2 separate regions of the Mus musculus genome follow, and region 2 is linked to region 1. Evidence: chromatin contacts called from public Hi-C data. All regions are on one chromosome and are shown on one strand. The core of a region is the stretch at or near the end of the contact, and the rest is flanking DNA. Distances in the headings are between cores, read along the strand shown. Region 1 overlaps Kcnq1 (potassium voltage-gated channel, subfamily Q, member 1). Region 2 holds the start of Cdkn1c (cyclin-dependent kinase inhibitor 1C (P57)).

What was found. A called contact is a pair of places that touch in the nucleus more often than the background predicts.
Region 2: a contact with region 1 is called in a Hi-C map of uterus, with 3 times the contacts expected there. The contact joins the promoter of Cdkn1c here to the enhancer-like site in region 1. A contact is called at or near these places in 6 of 39 promoter capture datasets (3T3-L1-derived adipocytes, the HPC-7 cell line, frontonasal cranial neural crest and 3 more), 17 of 484 Hi-C or Micro-C datasets (ECoMG myeloid progenitors, the HL-1 cell line, the HPC-5 cell line and 12 more), 6 of 115 datasets of contacts at active chromatin or transcription factors (bone marrow-derived macrophages, craniofacial prominence, embryonic hindbrain and 3 more) and 3 of 9 other capture datasets (adipose tissue, embryonic stem cells and pancreatic islet).

What each region holds. Positions count from the first base shown.
Region 1 is chr7:143,387,883-143,394,462 of GRCm38.p6, forward strand. The region is part of intron 15 of Kcnq1 (potassium voltage-gated channel, subfamily Q, member 1); the gene reads left to right. Among named protein-coding and RNA genes, the nearest start is that of 4933417O13Rik, 61 kb to the left of the region's middle. Within about 2 kb of position 1,664, at least 61 of the 459 cell types and tissues checked have an H3K27ac peak or open chromatin away from gene starts, as enhancers often do. A contact at or near this core is called in the N1E-115 cell line, adipose tissue, cerebellum and 3 more, where this site is marked.
Region 2 is chr7:143,458,372-143,465,568 of GRCm38.p6, forward strand. Cdkn1c (cyclin-dependent kinase inhibitor 1C (P57)) reads right to left here and starts at 2,679. Exons shown (of 4, transcript NM_001161624.1): 1 at 2,482-2,679; 2 at 1,424-2,345; 3 at 741-879; 4 at 1-650. The coding sequence starts at 2,336. The coding sequence ends at 746. It overlaps Gm33663 (a long non-coding RNA gene), which reads right to left. Exons shown (of 3, transcript XR_378640.3): 3 at 4,964-6,260.

The DNA of each region.
Region 1 (6,580 bases), core at 414-2,913:
TGCTCAGGGAGTTGTATGCAAGCAAGTTAATGGCAGTCTTGCTTATCACAGAGAGGGGTTAGAAAGAGACTCCAAGTCTTCGATGGCCAATGGTTGGTTGTGTTACACCTAGTATGCTTGCAGGTATCCTTCAGTGACCATGGGAAATACTTAAGTACAGAACTATAGCAGGGAAGGCAAGTCCCACATTGGCCTGTGTGTGCATACTATGGCACTTTGTAAATGGCGTCCAACTGCACATGCCATTACTTCTGTTTTACCCAATCTCCATCATGAGTGTCTTACTTTGTAAACAACAAATGCGGAATAAGAAAAAGAGGAAGAAGCAAAGCAAGGTGGTCTTGGAGGCTCCTGCTGAGGACCACTCAACCTTTAGATTCAGCCACATTTGAATTTATTGCTGCTCTCTGGATTGTCCAGGGCTACCTCAGGCTACTGTCAAAAGTTGAACCTCCCTGTTAGCAGCATGGGGAAGGGTGGATGACTCTCAGCAGGAGACCAGCCTGCCTATGACCCTCTTGTCTGTCCCACACTTGTTGCACCAGATGAACTTGCCACTCTGCCCATTGGCCATCAAAGTTATCAACATCTAGGGACACAGCCCCTGGCTCACTCTGAGCTCACCCTTCTCAATCCATTCAGCCCTCAACTCATGTATTCCCCCAACATCTCCCTAAGTGGTATCTTCTCGTTTCCTCTTCGGAGTCTCTGATGTACCAGGGCTCTGCCCTTGATTATGCTAAGGCTCAGATCACCTACCTGTTGGCGTTCTCTTCGTCTGTACCTGTTCTGAAGCAGAGCCTACATCTGATACCCTCATTCTCTTGTATCTTAGAGTTGATATTCTCCCAGCATGGTGATGGCCCTAACCCTCAGGCCTCCAGTCTCTAACCAACCTGTTATAGATAGATGTACAAGGAGGAGGGGGCCTATGGTTGCAAAGCAAGGGAGGTGGCAGAGATAGGCAGGATCCCAAGTTGAACGCAGCCCTCTCTGCAGGCCCCCCAGCTCCCACCCAGCTCCACAGCCCTGCCGTCACCACACAGAGCCAATGCCGAGACTCTCGGCTCCTCCCCAAGGCGCCAGAGTTTCCTTGTCACAAAATGTAGTAAATGGGACGATTAAGGGGGGCCACTTCTAAATTGCTGCTTTAACCCATTTGGAAGTCTGCTAATTATTCTCTTGAGGAAAGAAATGCAGGTTCATTATTTTAATGAGCTTTGGGCAAAATATTTCATCGAGTTTGACAAGCCGCTGCGACTCCTTCAGAAAGGGGCTCGTCTCTGAAAGGCCTCTCACCCTACTTAGAGCTAATTGGCCTGGGGTCTTCCGCCCCGGTGCTGTGTGTATGCTATTTTAATTCATTTATGAAAAGCCCCCGCTTTGATGTCCAGGACCAGATAAGGACGGGAGAGGACGGCCAGCTAACGAATAGGCCTGTGCACCCGGCCAGCCGTGCGGGGCCTCCTCGGCCGCTCTGCTCTGGGCCCGAGGCCAAGGCGATGTCATGAAATAACTGTACAAACAGTCCTGCCTAAAAAATATGCTTTTGTTTCACTAATAAATCTCTCCTTGGAACATTCCCCACAGGCCCAGGGCTCTCCTCAGCCTAGCAGCCAGCCTTCCCGCTCAATGTGTGTCCCCAGATCCACCCCAGGGACGCACGCATACATGTGCATACACACAGGCTCAGTGGCAGGCATGACACAGGCCAGGGAGTGCTCTGCCCTCCCCTCCCTTACCCGCTGCTGAGCCTCCTACTCCAGGCCATGCCCCAGCCCCCTTTTACCTCCAGCTGCCCCTCCTCCCCCTCACTTCCTCCCACTCTCTCCAGAACTCTCTCTCCCCTCTCTCCATCTATCATACTTTCTCCACAGCCCACCACTCCTGCCCACCCCATTCCTGGCCCCCTGAGACCCTCTTTTGGAAAGCAAAGCCTGAAGCCAGCAAACCGTGGTACCTCCCATCTCTGAGGCTCTCTGCCTCCCCTTGCCTACTCTTCCTCAGTGTGACTTTCTTGTCTGGAGGCCTAAGGGATGAATGTTGGTACTGCTGGCTAGAGCACAGAGGGACCTGGGTGGTGACCCTAAGGTGACAGACTAGCCAGCTTGCCTCAGCCACCATTCTGGCTGAAATGTCACACTTGGTCCCTTCTCCATACGGTGAGATCTGCTGGCAATGTGGGTAGCTTGAGCTTAGGTACTGCCGGGGCCTGGCATCTCTCCAAGCTTCCCTACCCCCTCCTGGCTCTCTGCCCTTATCTCAGGAGCATCCCTTCCCCATGGCCCTCCTACTAGCCACCACCCACTAGGATTCCCCCTTTCTCCCCACCCCCTCACCTGCCCCTGATCTAGTTCCACATCTTGAGGCCCCATCTGTCCTCATCCCATGCCCCTGCCTCAGTGCAGCCCCTAACAGTGGCTAGGACAGAGTTACAGAAAAGAGGGCCAAGTTTGGAGCCCCCATGAGTCCCTTGGCATCTCAATTCCCTCATCTAGAAGAAGATAAGAACACTTCCTCCAGGCTCATGGGCTACATTACCTGGAACCTTCCCTGCTGAGCACCTGGCCCAGTGCCCGGCACGTGGCAAGTGGAAGCACCTGCTTCCGCCTCCTCTTATGGGCACCACTACGGGCACTGTCAGGCTTGGTTCTCCCTGCCCACTGCCAAGTACCACACTGAGGCTAGAGGCTGGCTGCTTGGGCATTGAGGGAGAATCCCAGGCTGCCCACGGTCCACTCCTTCCTTCCCACAGTCCCCACTGAAGCCCCTGCTATGTCCCAGACAGCAGACAGTGTTGGAGGTGCCGCAGGGACAGGACAGAGCTCCTGGCACTACGAAGCGGCCCCTGGTCGAAAATACACCACGTAATTACAGACTGGGAAAATTACCATGCAGAGACAGAGCAGGGCACTGTGCCGGGAGGAGCCAGGGTGGTCAGGGAAGACCTCTGAGGGAGGGGCGTCCAAAAATAGTGAGCTGAGGTGCTATTAATAGGCCTCAGTGCAAAGCCAAACAGAGAAGAAAGCAAAAGAGGACACAGATCTTCACAGGTATCTGTTATTCATGTCAAAAGTAGAGGGGGATGGGTGATTGACAGACACATACATACATACATACGTGAATGATAGATAAATGAATACTTAGATGATGATAATAAAAATAGAGTATTGATAGTTGATAGATGATATATGGAGATTTTGTTCTTTCAAATTCTAGCAGTAGAGCAAGATCTTAATAAAAAAAAAAAGTGAAGATTCTCATGATCCTCTCTTTTTCCTAAAGATGATCCTTGTTTTTCCAGAAAGATCCATCTTCAGCATGAAAGAAACAGCATTTCTGGTAATTCTCCACATATGGCACAGAAAATAATGCATAGTCAGACAGGTGAATGGATGGATATTTGCATTTGTAAAGAGCTGGAGGATTGAGAGGTGAGTGGGTGGATACATGACAGGTATGTGAAAAGGTGGGTGAATGAGCATGTACATGTGTGAGGGTGTGGTTGACTGAGTGAGAAGACAGGCTGAAGGATGAATAGATGGATGGGTGGGTGGATAAATAGATGGGTGGATGGATAAATGGATGAATGGATCAGTGAGCAGATGGATTGGTGGAGGAATGAGTGGGTATATAGGATGAATGGTAAAGGAGATGGATGGATAGATGGGAGGAGAGATGGATAGATGGATGAGTGGGTGTATGAGTTGATGAATGAATGCATACATGTATAAGTACAAAGATGGATGAAGGAATAAAGGACAGGGCAGGTGGACAGATGGACAGATGGATATATGAGGTATGGATAAAGGGACACATACCATCAAGAACTATCTTAGGCTTGGTTTCATAACTTTTGAATCAATTTTTTAAAAAGAAAATTAGAAGTGAAGTGGAAGAAATGATGAGTTCACATAAACATATCTTTATCAACAGAAAAATGTCACTCCCAGGTTATGAGGGAAAACTGTAAGATATGGGAAATGGGACTCACTGTGGGGTTACACTCTTAGCCTTCCATGATTGCCAGCTCTACTGTGGCCAAAGGCTATCCTCCTATCCTCAGTTCTGAGGCCCTGTTTCTCATTGCCATCTCTCTCAATTCTATGCAAAGCTGGAGGCAGGCTCAAGTTCATCACAATCCACTGAACAGATGTATTCCCTTCGGTTCTTTGTGTTTGGGGGTGTTTGTTTGTTTTAGGGGGTTGTGACTTTTGGTATGTGCATGTGTGTGTCTGTCTGATTGTGCATGTATGTGCATGTTCATGGAGTGTTTCGTGTGTGTTTGTGGGTATGGATGCATATATGCATGTGTTTAGGGAGGCCATATGACAACTTGGATATCATTTCTTGGCAGCTTAGTTTTTGAGACAGGGTCTCTTATTGGTCTGGAATGCACCAAAAAGGCTAGGTTAGCTAGCCAGCAAACCATAGGGATCCTCCTGTCTCCTCCTAGCCAGTGTTGGAGTAACAGCTGCATGCCATCATTCCCTATTGTGTTCACACAGGTACTGGGACTAAAACTCAGGGCCTCATACTTTCACAGCAAGCACTTTACATATCGTTGTCTCCACAATTTTTACTTTGGTTTTGACTTAACTCCTAATGGGACAGAGTTCTTCCTCAATTACCCTTCCAAAAGACCCCTTAGTTCTTGCCTGCTGCCCACTGTCCACTCCCTTCACTCTTTCAGCTTACTATTTTAATTGTCAGGGTGTCCAGACTGATGTCTCTTTCTCAAACTCCCTTTGTCCCTATTCTCCCAGACCTCTTCTTTCTTGCTTTAATTAGCATTTATTTTCTCCAGAGACATCCTAATCAACAACCCTTAGTTTGGGAGTACAGCTGCTTGGATCTTACCTCCTACTCTTGTCTTCCTGAGAAATTTCAAATACCTTTCTAATAATTATATGAAAGAACACTATCTGTACTCTGGGTCCAGAAAACATCTTCATTACATTGCCATGCCCTAGTAATAGCTTAGCTGGGTATAGAATTTCAAATAGGAGTGGATTTTCCTTCAGAACTTTAAACACCTGGTCCTGTGGTCTTGTAACACCCAGTATTGACAGTTAGAAGTCTTATTCACACACCTTTTAACCTGTCTCTTCTTTCCTTTTTCCTGGACATTTTCAGTAGCTATACTGTCATTTTGGGTGTCTGAATTTCCTAGCCAAAATATTCTGTGAGTAATTTTAACCACAGATTTCTCTGAATATTTGGTGAATCCTCAAGTTCTAAAAAATTCCTTTTATTATTTATGATCATTTCCTTCACACAATTATTTCTGATGTGTCTTTCTAGACAGCCTTTTGACTGTGTTAAAGACATTTCTAATGAGTCTTTCATGCCCTTCCTAATTTCCTTTCTATGTTCTGGTATTCTGTTTATACAAGCACTTTACCTACAGCTGTCTTCTTAGCCTTTACTTTGGTCTTATCTCCTATTCTTGACACCCTATAACATGCCCTGCCCTTTAACATTCACCATGGCCTACAGGGCCAAGCAGCTCCTAGGCCTTTCTGGAGATTCCAAATATGGCTTACATGTCAACAGACCTTCTGTGTCTGCTTAGCCCACCTGTCCTTGCCCTCTTCTAGTGTTACAAAGTGTTTTCCTGGGGCCTGTATGGAGTCAGACCCTGCCATCCATCATTTAGGGAACAACAGTGATGGAAATGCCAGTCATTACACTGAGGCATCCCGACATCAGACCAGTAAGACTGATCCCAGAAGACTACCTCATTGGCAGAAAAGTTAGGATAGAGATTGGTGTGTTTATACAGAGTAAGACCCTACCCTAGTGGAGTGGAGAGACAACCACTGTCGAAATCTCTGCCTAACTTAGCAAGAACCTGGCACAGAGAATACATAGCTTTGGATGTTTCCCTGCTTTTAACTTATTGTGGGAGGAGTGGTCATAAGTTCTATGGTTCGCTAAGTTGCCATTTGAGGTCCAGTCTTAAGCAATAGTCAGTTTTGCTGAGTAACAAACACCGGATTTCCTATTGTTTATATTTGTTCAGGTGTCTACTGCCTGCTGTGGGTATGCCAGACTCTGTTCAGCAGCTGTTGGGCTGGGTCTCTTTATTGCCTTTGTCCAATAGGGAAGCAAAAACACATTATCAAGTTAACCCCCAGTGGCCTTTGTAACCTCTCTCCAGATATTCCTAAACTAGGTTTCTTGTGTGAGCTTAGCTGTGCTGTGTTCCTGACAAGTGGCAGACTTTAATCAGGGGAAGTTTTCTGGGCCTCAGTGTCCTCATCTGAAATAGATGTGATATACTGCCTAAGTTCCCTCCCAGCAACAATTCTGAGGACAAGTGGAGTGACAATAAGATGTATCACATGAGTCTAGACTTGGGATCCCTGGATGTTACCACTCTACCAGTTGGATGACCTTAAAACCCAGGCTGCTCAGAGCCCAGCAGTGGCTCAGACCCAGCCCAGGACACCCACTCAACACTATGAGAGCCCCACCTTTACATTATACTGGTGCTGGCCCTTAGCTGGACCATCACAGCCCCTCTAAGCCACTGCCTCCTTCAGAAAGCACCCAGGCATTCTACCCTTTACACCAG
Region 2 (7,197 bases), core at 1,429-3,928, 72 kb after region 1:
GCGGACGAGGAGCCCTGGGCAGTTGGTATGGGCAGTACAGGAACCATTTCGACTGTCTGGTCACCAAGTTTAAGAGCAATCTAATGAAGTGGGGGACACTGTAAGCTAACTGAAGATGAATGTGTGGGGGCTTTTACTCAACAACCATTCCCCTAGAGTCTAATATAAAAGTAGATTTACATTTGTGGGTAATCTGAAGCTGGTGATTTCTAGTGCCTTTGGTAATAATCAATAACCCAGCAGTTGCGTGGCAGAGGGATCCACGCATGGATAAATACAAATATTAAATTAGCATAATTTTTTAACTTTTTGTACAAATATACATGCTTTTTCCTTTTTCTCATCTTTTTCCTTCGTTCTACATTTTCTAGTTTCTCTTTTTGTTTTGCACTGAGAGCGAGTAGAGATTAAACATTTTACATAAATGATTTAAAGCTTTACACCTTGGGACCAGCGTACTCCTTGCACATGGTACAGAGTGTTCTCAATACATTGCACAGTTTTCAGATTTCCACAAAACCGTGGGCTGCTCTACGCAACCATCTCCGGTTCCTGCTACATGAACGAAAGGTCCCAGCCGAAGCCCAGAGTTCTTCCATCGTCCGCTGCCCAGATGCCCAGCAAGTTCTCTCTGGCCGTTAGCCTCTAAACTGTGGGAAGAGGGACTCAGGTGAGCAGGCATAGCGGGAACCCCCCGGGGGCGGCCCCTCCGCGACCCCCGTGGGGGACGCCAGACTCACCTAACTCATCTCAGACGTTTGCGCGGGGTCTGCTCCACCGCGCCCACCCCAGGAGCCACGTTTGGAGAGGGACACCCTGGAGGGACGTCGTTCGACGCCTTGTTCTCCTGCGCAGTTCTCTTGCGCTTGGCGAAGAAGTCTGCGGGCGACAACGCGCGTCGGTCAGGGCGGGGCCGGCCCAGAGACCCGCGAGGAGACCCGCGGAGTGCGCAGGGCGCGGGGCCGGGGTGGGGGCGCCATCCCCGCCCGCGCCGAGGTCCGCGGCGGGTCAGCTTTGTTTACGTCGCCGCGCAATGTGCTGTGTAAGCATTTCCCCTTGTCCCGCGGCCAAGCCCCCCGGGGCTGCCGCCGCACTTAACCCCCTCCATGCCGCACACACGGCTCCCTAAGGGGCTCCCGCGGCCCGAGCCAAAGACCGCGATCCGAGTGGGTCGCGGCCAGGCTCGCCCTCCCACTGCACGCTCGGGAGCCTTAGCTGCACCCCTACCAGTAGGAAAGGGGTGCGGGCGCAACCGCGCCCTAAGCGCCGCGGGCCCTTTAATGCCACGGGAGGAGGCGGGGACCGGGCGAGGCCCCCGAGGGCGAGGGAGAGCCCGGCCGGCCGGACAAAGCGAGGCCGGGCCGGGGCGGGGCCGTGCGGGGCTCACCGGAGATGAGAGGCCCCGACAGCTTCTTGATCGCACCGTTCGCATTGGCCGCAGCAGTCCCGGGTGCAGGACGTCCTGGAATCCCCGAGAGAGGCTGGTCCTTCAGCTCCTGGCCGCGCTGCTCTTGATTCTCGTCCTGCTCCTCGACCGGCTCCCCATTCTGCTCCTCGACCGGCTCCGCACCCTGCTCCTCGACCGGCTCCGCGCCCTGCTCCTCCTCCGGCTCCTCGTCCTTCTCCTCGACCGGCTCTGCGCCCTGCTCCTCGCCCTGCTCAGAGACCGGCTCAGTTCCCAGCTCATCACCCGGCTCAGCACCCGACTCCTCGCCCTGCTCAGAGACCTGCTCAGGGACCTGTTCCTCGCCGTCCCGAGTCGCCACGTCCGGGTTCGCGTCCGGGATCGGGTCCGGAGTCGGGTCGGAGGTCGCGACCAGGGTCACCTCCGGAATTGGGTCTGAGGTCAGATCTGAAGCCGGGGCCGGGGTCGCGGGTGGGGTGGGCTCCGCGACCACGGCCGAGGCTGGGGCGCTGGGCGGCTGCTCAGGCGCCTCCTCTAGGCCGTCGGGGGCCTCGCCAGCCGGCGGCCCAGAACGCGGGATGACAGCCACGGCCACCGGGGGTGGCCGGGGCCCCAGCTGCAGGCGACAGCGCCCCACCTGCACCGTCTCGCGGTAGAAGGCGGGCACAGACTCGCTGTCCACCTCCATCCACTGCAGACGACCAGGGCCTCGAAGAGGCACATCCTGCTGGAAGTTGAAGTCCCAGCGGTTCTGGTCCTCGGCGTTCAGCTCGGCCAGGCGCATCCGCAGCTCGCGGCCCAGCTCCTCGTGGTCTACAGGCCCGAAGAGGCTGCGGCAGGCGCTGCTACGCGCTATCACTGGGAAGGTATCGCTGGAGGCCAAGCGTTCCATCGCTGTTCTGCTGCGGAGGTACACGTCGGACATGCCCATGGTCGAAGGCTGTGCAAACGCGGGCAGCGAGAAAGAAGGGAACGGGAGGAGAAGGAAGAGGGGAGAGGAGGAGGGCGGAGGCTGGGCGTGGGTGAGACCCCTTGCACAGCCCGCGTCCGCCTCTGCCTAAGGACGCAGCGGCTACCTGGCTGATTGGTGATGGACGGCTCCTGCGTCTGGATCGCTTGTCCTGTCCAGCTTGGGCCGCGCCCCCTCGGAGCTTGCCTGCCTGTTCGCTTGCTCTCAGTCGGGCCTAGCCGGCACCCCTCGAGCACAGCGCACTCGGCCTGTGGAACGCCCAGCCCGCTGCGCCCCTTTATACGCGCTGGCCCCACCCCCGCGCGCGCGGGCCTCCTCACGATTAGCATAATGTAGTATTTTCAGTTTCAACAACACCGCGGCGATTGGAGGGTGCAGCCCGCCCCGCCCACAGAGGCCCTGCCCCCGCGCCACGCTCATTGGCTGCGCGCACACACCCCCGGGGCCGGGCGGGGCGGGTGACGGGCGGGCGCTGATTGGCGGCCGCACGGCGAGCGGGCTGCGCGGGACAAGGGGCGGGGCTCGAGTTAAAGAGCTCTGCGGGCGGTAACGTGACACCGCGACGCCCCTCCCCCTCGCCCCATCCCCCCCCCCGCCCCCCGCGGGCTCCTTTGTCTGCAGGCGGGGGCTCGCGCAGCCGCGACGCGCGCGCCCCCTCGGACCATGGAGCTGGGCACAGCCCCTCGGCGATGCCGACGTCGGTGAAGGTCCCTCGGTCCCCGCAGCCCGCGCTAGCCCTAGGACTGCACCAACTGATTAGGGCTTTAACCTACTACTACCAGCTGGGTCCTGGTCCTGGCAGTACCGTGGCTGGATCCACCCTCTACACCCAGGCCTAAGTATCTGCCTTCGAGGCATCTGCACACCTGCTGGCCCTAAGACCCTCTATCACGGAGTTAGAGACAGGGGTCACATCCATTCTTTTCCTGAGGAACAATACTGTAGAGATCTAAAAGATCTGTAGCCTGGTCTATAATAGGCCCACCTACCCGGGAGATGAGACACAAGTTGGGCCCATCCTAGCCTGTACCTACATCACTGATAGATGCCTAGGACCTTAGGTTTGGGTCAGGCCATATTCGACCCCCAGTTCTGCCTACCTTAGTTGGCTGGAAGTAGTTATGCTAGAAAAGAGAGAATGACCCCTCCTCCACAGCAGTGCCTCTTGGTGGGGCCCTGAATACTCACACAAACACACCCGACATGGCCTGACAGAGCCCCCCCCCCGCCCCCCGCCCCTGCTGCCTCCGCTACCGCCGCCAAAAGGAGTTCATTATTTAGGGCAGGGAGTCGAGAAGGTGACTCAGGCATGTGCCAGGAGCTGGCCCCCTCCCCCCGCCCTGGGGAACCAGGACTTCCGGACATACTTGAAAGGCCCTGCAGAGCCCCAAGCTCTCAGCTCCCAGCAGAGATGCCTGTGAGACTTTTGAGACAGAACCCTATTTACAGGGTTAGGTAAGTTGGGCCAACCCGGGAGTCAAGTCAAACCCTGAAGCCAGGGGCCAGACTGTCCTGGAACAGGTGAGAGACGGGGTTTGGAAGCTGCTCTGGTGGAGAGACCAGAGCCTGTGACCTGTAAGGATTTCTTTTTCTCGGTACACCATATTACAAATCTCTCAGGGCATTGGTATGTCACAGTAATTTTCTTGAGTAAAATAAAACTAATGAGGGCTTTCAAGGGGCCTCATGAACCCCTCATTCACTAAAAGCTAAAATCCACTAGCCCAGGGCAGGAAGGAGGCAGGGCTTTGTTCTGTCCCTGTGTCAAAGCCACATGGGCCTCTTCAGAGACCCTGGTCACAGGACCACACTCCACACTTATTTGTGACCACCTGGCCTCCAGGGTCTCCCCAACAGTCCAAATATCCAGGCTGCAGCTGTCGAGGCTAGAGAAGGTCCACCCTGCCCACAACCTAGGCCAAAGCTGCTGAGAGGACTGACTGAACGTGCTCCCTGGGGTGTGGAGCTACTGGGCCCTATTTGTTGGGAGAAGCAGTCTAGACAGCCAGATAGATCATCTGTGCTGCAGGCTGCCTCACTGGGCATCCCTACCCCAGGATGCTTGCATCACTTGCTTTCTCCTTTCATATTCCCGTTTCATCTGCTTGTTTGTCCGTCTCCACACAGGTTAAAGTGAGCCCTCCACAAGTCTGTAACGGTGAAGTTCCATCAATGCTAGCTAGCATCAACAGACCTGGTAAGCACACTGCTTCCAGAAGCAGGGTTAAGTTCCCCATCTAGCCCTCCAACCCAAGGGACCTGTAGGTAAGTAAACATTTGTCTGGCTACAAGAATCGTCTTCTATTTTTGACATTAAAAATACATCCAAAGGAAACAAGAACATTTTTTTTAACTGTGTTGCTGCGGAGAGTTGGGGGATGGAGCGCTGGTCTGGTGCCCTGGCTCATCAGACGCAAGTTTCCTGACTTCTTTCTTGTGTGGTGTGAAGGGGTATAAGCCGTGGGACCTCGACCTTGGACCTGGTTAGCAAATGAGTCTCTCCCGAAATCTTCCCCCATACCCTTGGGCAGAATGGGTACTTCACCTCTTGCCTCTCCCAGAGCTCCCAGAAAGACCACACATCCAAAGACCATTTCTGCCACCAATTGTTGGCGATATTTCTGTGTGCACCCAATTACATTACAGCCATAGGAGCTCTTTTTCTATGTGCCCACCTGACTGGCCGAATGAGGAACAGAATGAGGGCTGTGGCAAGACTCGGGCACAGCCACGCTGCCAGTGATTGGACTACGAGATAAAATTTGAAAGCTGGAGGTGACTCAGTGGTATGGCACTTGAGATACTTCTCAAGTATGAACGCTGGCTCTGGGTTCCATCCCCAGGGCCGAAAACAAACGAATGAATGAATAGATAGATAGATAAATAAATTTTGTGTCCTAAATCGCTAAAATCCACGGCGCAGTTACTGACTGAAGCTAAAACACAACAGTAGGCAGGCGGACACTTCAGCAGTCTGTTGCGAGGAGGAAACGGGCTGCCTATATTAAAACCTTGCTGTGGCTCCTAGGCGATTAAGGCCAGCTTAACCTACACCCTCCAGCTCTTCGAACCAACTCCGAGATTTGATTAGTGAATCGTAACACAGGAAGCCTATTGGCCCCAGCCCTCCTGCCTTTTCATTCTTAGAGGAGCCTGGAGCAGCTAAGTCAGTTTAGTTTCCCAGAACGTCCCCGGATCGCACTCACAACAACCCGCATAGCTGGTCAGCTACGGGGACTCCAAGCACCCCCAAGGAAGCCGGGTGTTCAGGGTCTTCCAGCCCCTGGCCAGAACAGAGTCCGAGTCTAGGAGGCCTGTCCTTGGCTTCATGCTGCCCCCTGGTGGCCGACTTGAACATCACCAGTTTCTTGGCTGCCTCATGCCTCCCTTTCTTGCCTGCGTGGATGGCTCTCCTGGTCATCCCCACCCCTGACCCAGAGCCCCAGGTTCTGGGGCCTTCCCGGAGTAACCAAGTGTAGAGTTGAGACTTGTCTCCCCTCTGGCTCTTAAAGCTGCCTTCTCAGATTCTAAGACCCTGAGCTGTCATATCAGATAAATTAAGGCCTTGAAGAATTTTCCATGAAACCCTGAGCCACATGTCACCCATCCATCAAGGAAGGTGGAGAATGCAGTCCCAGGGTCAGGACTAGAGGGAGAAGGCCGAAGGGCTGGGTGACACACTTTCTTGCCTCTGGAGACTCCTGGAGGGTCATGGACAGAGAACAGTCCTCCCACAGCCCTTCTGGGGTCTCTTCATATGGGTGACAGGGGTCCAGCTGCCTTCCTGATAATGATGCACCTTCAAGAAATCCAAAAGTGTCTCCATCTTGTGCCTACTGTGGGCTCTGACCAGCATCTGATTTGATCCTGCTTTAATCTAACACCCTGGAGAGAGAGAACAGGGCAAAGACAAAGGCTCAGAGAGATTCAGCACCCTGCCTGAGATCACTCAGCAGTCAGAGTCACTGGTCTCTTAACTAACACTTGGACCAAGCCCTGGATGGAGTTTGACTCTGTTTGCGATGGCGGGAGCCCCTGGAATGTCCCCCCCCCCGTAGTCCCCCAAGTCTCCAACTCCTGCCCTGTTGGTTGGACTGGAGGCTCCGAGGGGTGTGTGCGGTTACAGAAGAACCCCGCCGCCCCAGCAGTAAGCAGCTCCCTGCGCGCACTTGGCGGGGCCCCAGGCGGGCGCAGGGCGAACGCCCTCCCGCACCAGTTCCCGCGCTCGGCTCGCCCCGCCCCCAGGACGGGCTGTTCTTGGGGCCGCTGCCAGACACGTCCTCCGCAGGTGCCGGCCTCTCTCCGGTGACGCGGCCACATGCGGCCCAGGCTCCGATTACAGGGCCTGCCTTGTACTCGGGGTCCGGGCTGGGGGTCCTCACTCCCCAGGAATGGGTGGGAGGGGCAGGGCAGGCCCTGCAGAGGGAGACTACGAACAAGGAACAGCCGCAGGCAGGAGCCGCCCCCAGACACGTGCGGCGGCCGCCTCGCCGCCGCCGCCGCGGTTTGGAGGCGGGGAGCCCGCGCCCAGTTGCATGACTTGACTGAGCCCAGGACCCAGTGTTCTAGAAGTCCAAGACCACTGGGCATCCCCGGATCCTGATGGCCGTCTCGGGCATGAGGGAGTCTAAAGGGCTGGTGCGAACCGAATTCAAACACTGGGCCAGCCCCAAGCTCCCAGCCTTCTTCCCTCTTTCCACAGACCGTGTTCAACGCCTGCTCCCCGGGTCCAGCGGCCCACTTCGCCAAGGAAATAAAAACGTAGATCTTTGTACTCCTGCATTCTCTTCCCCCATTCCCCTTTCTTGTTGGTGCTAGCAGG